Regions from separate parts of the Sus scrofa genome. Here region 1 is linked to region 2. A link is a contact called in public Hi-C data. All regions are on one chromosome and are shown on one strand. The core of a region is the stretch at or near the end of the contact, and the rest is flanking DNA. Distances in the headings are between cores, read along the strand shown.

Evidence for each region. Hi-C and Micro-C count contacts between places; a contact is called where the count stands out from the background.
Region 1: a contact with region 2 is called in a Hi-C map of skeletal muscle, with 2.4 times the contacts expected there. The contact joins the promoter of PTGES2 here to the promoter of SLC25A25 in region 2. A contact is called at or near these places in 2 of 5 promoter capture datasets (fetal liver and liver), 20 of 47 Hi-C or Micro-C datasets (blood, embryonic fibroblasts, epiblast stem cells and 9 more) and 2 of 2 datasets of contacts at active chromatin or transcription factors (alveolar macrophages and skeletal muscle).

The regions. Positions count from the first base shown.
Region 1 is chr1:268,589,569-268,592,642 of Sscrofa11.1, reverse strand. It overlaps PTGES2 (prostaglandin E synthase 2), which reads left to right and starts at 1,287. Exons shown (of 7, transcript XM_001927936.5): 1 at 1,287-2,076. The coding sequence starts at 1,807.
Region 2 is chr1:268,529,775-268,533,231 of Sscrofa11.1, reverse strand. SLC25A25 (solute carrier family 25 member 25) reads right to left here and starts at 1,480. Exons shown (of 11, transcript NM_001164510.1): 1 at 1,359-1,480; 2 at 1,227-1,356. The coding sequence starts at 1,480. It overlaps NAIF1 (nuclear apoptosis-inducing factor 1), which reads left to right and starts at 1,704. Exons shown (of 5, transcript XM_003480616.4): 1 at 1,704-3,026; 2 at 3,029-3,178. The coding sequence starts at 2,669.

The sequences.
Region 1 (3,074 bases), core at 38-2,537, 60 kb before region 2:
GCTGCTGAGTGGGCAAAAAATAGGCTTCTCTAAAACACTGGCCTCACCAGCCTCCAGGCTCTGCCCATTCGTTTTCTCATTTAATCCTGGCCCATCTCAATGCAGGAGACACTACCCGTCATTCTTATTTTGCAGATGGGGAAACGGAGGCTCCAGAAGGTGAGAAGGGAGCTGAAGGTTCTCTCTCCACACCCCCACCCCACCCCCCGCAGTGCTATGCAGGCAACAGGCGGCTTCTGTAAGCAAGTCACATTCACCAGGGCTTCAGGCCACACCAGCAAAGGGGGCAGGGGATGCTGATTCAGCAAATTGGCACGCCCACCCAGAGGGTCCACGCCCGGCCCCGCCCTCTTGAGGAGCCCCCGTCTCCAACGGGCCTGAAAGAAGTGGCTAGAACAAATCCAAATCCAAAGGCCCCCAGTTTCCTCATCTGTGGCCTGTGGCCACAGTTCTTGAACGCTGCAGTTTCCAGAGACCCGCTAGCAGTGCTCGCCCTGAACCCCGGGAGCACGCCTGCAGCTCCGGACCCACCCGGGGGCGAGGGGATGGAGGAGGGCTCTGCTGTTCCTTCCCGGCCCCTATCCCACACCCCAGGTCTCTTCCCAAGAGAGCACCCCCGAAAAAGCAAATGTCGCCTCAGCAGCCCCTCTGGGTCGCCTGCTTCTCCAAAGCCGTCGTTCCCGCCTTCCGAGCCCAGGTCCCGACATTGCGGGCTAGGGCGCCATAAGGACCGCGGGACGATCCAAGGCGGCGAGGGTCGCGCAGACAGCCGGCACCAGGAGGAAGGTGGAGGCGGTGGAAGGAACTCAGAGCTGGAAGAGTGGAAAGCGGCAAAGGAACCCACTCGGATGGCTGGTGCCCTGACCCCAGGGTCGGAGCCCCGAGGCCCGAGCTCCGCCCCTGATCCGCCCCGCCCCATCCAGAGCAGGTTCCTCTGAGCAGCCCTGCTCTCTCTTCTTCTGGGGCAGTCAAGCTCTGTGCCCGCCTGTCTTTCAATCTCTGTCTTGCCCCGCCCACAACCTGTTCCGCCTACAAATCCCCCCTCCCACTCCAGGAGCACCGCTCCACTCGCGATCGCCGGGCGGGGCCAACCTGGGGCTGCCCGCCGAGAAGCCTAGGTGGCTGAGGCTCGGGCCCTCGACTTGGGCGAAGGAGCCCGACAGAGGGACAGAATATCTTGGGACCCCAATTCTCTCTGTTCCATCCTGCCGCTGGGGACCTGCGGGTCGGCCAGCCGGCGCCTCGGGTTGGGAGAAATCTGAGACACGTGGTTTCTAAAGCCCCCAGAGTGCACGGAAAATTTTATGGTTCAGGTTACAGAAGAAATTGGGCAGCGGTGCGGGAGGGCAGAAAAAGCCCCAGTCGCGGGCTCCCACCTACTGCGGGTCCGGTGGGCAGTTTCCGTGGCTTTCCTGGACCCGATGCCGTGACGCTATCCCCAGTATCCTAAAGGGTTCAATCTCTTTCTATTGGTTGCATATTACGGATGACGCTGAGGGCCATAAGGCGAACTACGCGGCCGAGTTCCTACGTTCGGCTCCGGGTCACCGCCGCGACCGGTTACATCTACGCGTTAGAAGCGGGGACAGTTAGCAGATCTCCCTAGATGTTTCTTTGTTTCTGACGGGTGTGTGAAAGCTGGGTGCCGGGGACTCACGCCCCGTCCCATGAGAGCTGTCCCTTCCCGCTCCGCTTCACAGTCACCCCTGGCAACCTCCAGGCGCCGGAGACCCGCCCCTTTAGAGAGAGCCTGAGCCCGGGCCATCTTTGTTTCTCGCGCCCTCCCGCGGTGCCGGCGAAACGAACATGGCCCATGCTGCACGGGTTCTCTGGCCCAGCGGGCGCGCCCTGGCCTGGAGACTGGGCGGTCGTCCCTCTCTAAGACTCCCCGAGCAGAGCCGGGCGGGCTTCACCGGAGCGGCGGGAGGCCCAGGCCCCACCGCCACCACCCGCAAGGGGGGCCCACGGCTCCTGGGGGCGGCAGCACTGGCCTTGGGGGGCGCCCTGGGGCTGTACCACACCGTGCGGTGGCACCTTCGCGCCCAGGACCTCCGAGCGGAGCGCACAGCCGCGCAGGTAAGCCCTGGCCAGACCGAGCCTTGGGTGGGGGCGCTGGGATCAGCGCCGAACTTCGGGACTTCTGGGAACCGGCGGGGTCAGGAATCGTCTCCTCTGTCCATTCTTGACCTTGAGCGAGTGACTTGGTTTTAAGTCTCTGATCCCTCAGCGTCCTCATCTGTGAAATGGGGCGCTAATGTCAGCTAACGAGAATTGTCTTTGTTTTAAGGTCGTTTTTCTAACCGGCTTTAAGACTTCTTAATAGAAAGATTTGGCGATCACTGAAACGGAAAGCCTCTTTCACAGTTTATCACTTTAGCAAACGTTTGTCTCCCTCCTACCGTCTCCAAATCCTGAGGTTGTGTGTTTATTTATTAGTACTATTATTAGTGTTTTTACGAAACCGATGACCCTAGCTGCCCTTACGATGCTTTGTACACAGCACCAGCCCCGTCCCATCACACCCCACAGGCGCCTGGTTTCGGAATCCAAGGGAACCAGAATGGCAGATGGGGAGTAGATTTCTCTGTATCTCCCTGTCCACCCCCCCCCCCACCCATGGTCCAGCTTCAGTCTCCCATCTCTGAACAGCGTCGGGGGCGAGGCGACTGCAGCTGTGCCTTTCAGATAGGAATCTGCAGCGAGCTTACCTGGGGCTCTCCTGCTGTGCATGTTCTATGCAGGTCCGTGGCCCAGATACAAGGACTCCCCTCTTGGAGACTCGGAAACGCTGGGCTCTGCCCCCTCACCCCGAGGTCCCTTGGATTGAGAGTGGGGGAGTTGGGGGGGGGCACTCCCAAGTTGAAGAAACAATTGCATCGGGGAGGGGGGTCCACCTGGCAGTGTCTGAAGTTCCCTCGGGACAGGAAGGAGAGAGATGTCTCTCTAGCGTTGGCGAGAAACCGGAAGAGTCCTCCTTTCTTCCCGGGGAGCCCACTGGTCGGGCGCCTGAGCCTGAGCTGCCCGCTGCTCGAGCCCGCTCCCCTCCCTGCGCCTCCTTTTCTCCTTGCCGTCTA
Region 2 (3,457 bases), core at 231-2,730:
TCTCTCTGCTCCCGGACTTAACCCAGTGATTCTCTCTTGCACAGGGTTACCCTTGGTCTCCTAGGCTGATCCTGAGTAGGTTATACATCTTGGATGTTGAGCCAAGATATTTTGGACATGAGTTTAAAACACTTCACGTTAAACTACCCAGTCCATAAATTGGTTGAATTCACAGGGATTGGACCAGATGTTTCCCCACTCTTAGCTCTGAGAGATTCTCTAATTGCGCTGTGTATAAACAGACCAAAGGAACAAACTTCGAAGAGAAACAGGTTACTAGGTAAAGGGCTCATTAGTTTTCCTCCAGGTTTATAAATCGGGCTAAGCCATAATAGATGAACCATGTGGAAAAGGACAGCCACAGCTACAAAGTCAGATGGAGAAACATACCATGAGAGACAGAAGGGAGAGAAACAGCCTCTGCTTGAGGTTTTTAATACTGAAAGGACAGCACTTCTTGTCTGCCCTTCCTCCTTGGCTGGGAGCCTATTGGAGGACAAGAGTAACAATACCCCCTCCTGGGTGGGTCACACTTTCACTTTTAGGAAGGATTTCCCCCTAATTCTTTCATTCTAATCTGCAACCCTGTAAGAGATCACAATTCCATCTTCTGAATCAGCGTGTCCACGGGATGGCTCTAACTCCTGAGAATCATCAGTTCTCAACACCCCCAGATTCATCAGAAACCCCAGTTTCTTTTTTTTTTTCTAACTTCCACATGCTTCTGAGAGGAACCAGATCAGGGCCCACAGGCGGCATGGAAGGGAGCGGGAGAGGCGAGTGAGGGGTGTCCCTGGAGGAGGATGGATGAAACCATTAATGAAGGGTAGAGGGGAGCATCAAAGCTTACTCTTGAGGTCAGAAGGTGACATAAGGCAAACTTTTGAGATTTGACCTTCTACTTTGGGGAAAGCCCGACCAGAAAGGGGCTTTTCTACCATCAGAATGTCCAGAGAGTGCCCACCTGTAGCCAGGAGAGCCTTTCCTCCTGGCCCAAGAGCCCACAGAGGTCAAGAAGGAGCTCCACTCCCACCAGAAAATGGGGTGCCATCTGTCACCAGGGGGTCCCAGCCCACCCGAGAGGTCATCCACCAAGACAACCAAGCTCCAAGGGATTGCCCAAGAAGGCGATGGTGCAGACCAGACCTGTCACCTGGACCTCCCGAAGGTGCTGGGGAACGAAGGGAGTCCCCTCCCCGCCCACGCGGACAGAGCTCATTGCCTACCTGGAGCTCGCCCTCAGTGCGGTGCAGTCCCAGGCGCCGAAGCCCCACTGCTAAGTCGTTGACACACAAGCCGCCGTCGCGGTTGACGTCGAGAGTCTGGAAGAGGCTCCACAGGCGCAGCTGGTGGTCCGGCCCCCGCAGACGGCGCCGCCGCACGGGTCTACAGACGCCGGCGACGAGGCGGACGAAGAGGCGGTGGCGGCGGCGTCCGGCGGCGGGGAAGCCACGCAGCGGCACAACACACTGCTCACCATCGGGCGCGAGGCAAGGGCAACGGGCCGGCGGGGAGAGCACGAAAGATACGCGGGTGTCCCCAGACACTGAGCGCGGGCTCAGGGATGCCGGCAAGCTGGCCGGATGGGCGGCTTCCGGGAGCCCGGCCCCGCCTCTTGCCGCCTGGATGGTCACGCCCCTAGGCACGACGCCCGCCACTCATAGACCGGACGGCCACCTAGAGAGGCGGAGCCTCCCCAAGAACTGCCCACGCGGCCCTGGACTTACCCAGATCAATGGAGAGGGCGGGCGATCTCTGCTCAGCCAGGGGCCGATTCAAACTGAGGGAGGTGGGGATTGGCTGGGTCCGGCCGAGAGAGGAAGTCACGCTGTGATAGGCACAAGTCTTGTGATTGGCAGGCAGAAGGCCCCGTGTCATATTTCCATTGAGAAACGTGGTTTAGATGAAGGAATCGTAAAGATTGGAGGAGCTGTCCTATTCGTAGAGATTGTAATATCCGGTGAGAAGTAGGATTTACGTGAGGAGCAACTGTGAGATGCGCTTGCAAGGCAGAATTTGCGCACCTGGATGGAATTAAAAATTAATTGGCCAACATCTCAGGCCGCAAGCACTAGAGATCCTCAGGAGGCCGAGTTTTGGTAATCTAACTCCCTAAACCACAAATAAAAGAGCTGAATTTAACGGCGCAAAACTCGTAAAACTGATGATTGAACGACATGACTATTTTCCAATGGAAATGAATTAAGGCTAGGTTGGGTGGCGCGCTCCGTAGCGACAGACACGCCTTTAGACCAATCATCAGGCCAATTTCAGTAAATAGGCGGGCCCTTGGTTGAATGACAGATGGAAAGAACCAGTGAGCGACGTAATCTGTGAGCCTCGGCCAACCGGGAGGGTGGGTCCCCTGGAGAAGCTCTGGGAGGCGGGAAGAGGGGAAGTGGGCGGATCTCCGCACATCCCGGCGGAAGAGGCAGATTCAGGAAGCCATTACGCAGCTGGCTGGCAGCGGCTGAGCGAGTCGGAGCTGGGCCCTACGCAGTTTGCGTAACGAGGGGGGTTACCAAAGGCCTGGTGCTTGGCCTTGGACAAGCCCAGCCTATCCTCTGTAGGAGGGGGTGGGTGAGGAGCGAGGCTAAGGGAGAAGAGAAGGGGAATTTGGGCGGGTAGGGGATTATAATTTATTTAAAAGGCGGGGTGGGGAGAGGCCATGGCTGTCCCAGCCAAGAAGAGGAAGATGAACTTCTCTGAGCGAGAGGTGGAGATCATCGTGGAGGAGTTGGAATTGAAGAAGCACCTGCTGGTGAACCACTTCAACGCCGGGGTCCCTCTGGCTGCCAAGAGCGCAGCGTGGCATGGCATCCTGAGAAGGGTCAATGCCGTGGCCACCTGCCGCAGGGAGCTGCCCGAGGTCAAGAAAAAGTGGTCTGATCTCAAGACCGAGGTCCGTCGCAAGGTTGCCCAGGTCCGGGCGGCTGTGGAGGGTGGTGAGGCCCCAGGGCCCACTGAGGACGACGGAGCCGGTGGGCCTGGGACAGGTGGTGGCAGTGGCGGTGGTGGCCCAGCTGTAGCCCCGTACTGCTCACCCCCATGCAACAACGCATCTGCAACCTCCTGGGCGAGGCCACCATCATCAGCCTGCCCAGTACCACAGAGATCCACCCCGTGGCCCTTGGACCCACAGCCACTGCAGCCGCAGCCACAGTCACCCTGACACAGAGTGAGTGACCTCTCCCGCCCAGTCTGGCGAGCCTAAATGGGAAGGGCCAGCAAGAGCTGGGGCAGCCCAGGGAAGGTTGGCTGCCAAGGGTCAAAGGTCAGATGGGAGCCTTGGAAGACCACGAGGCCTTCTAAGAGCTCCGCAAGCAGAAACGATCTTGTTTTTTCTGGACTTCCTCAGCATGCAGTCTGGACTTCTGACAGGCTGGCTTGCTCTCCACTGTGTGGCCACCATTCGTGTCCATGACTGAACTATGTGGTCCTTGAAGACAGAGACCCT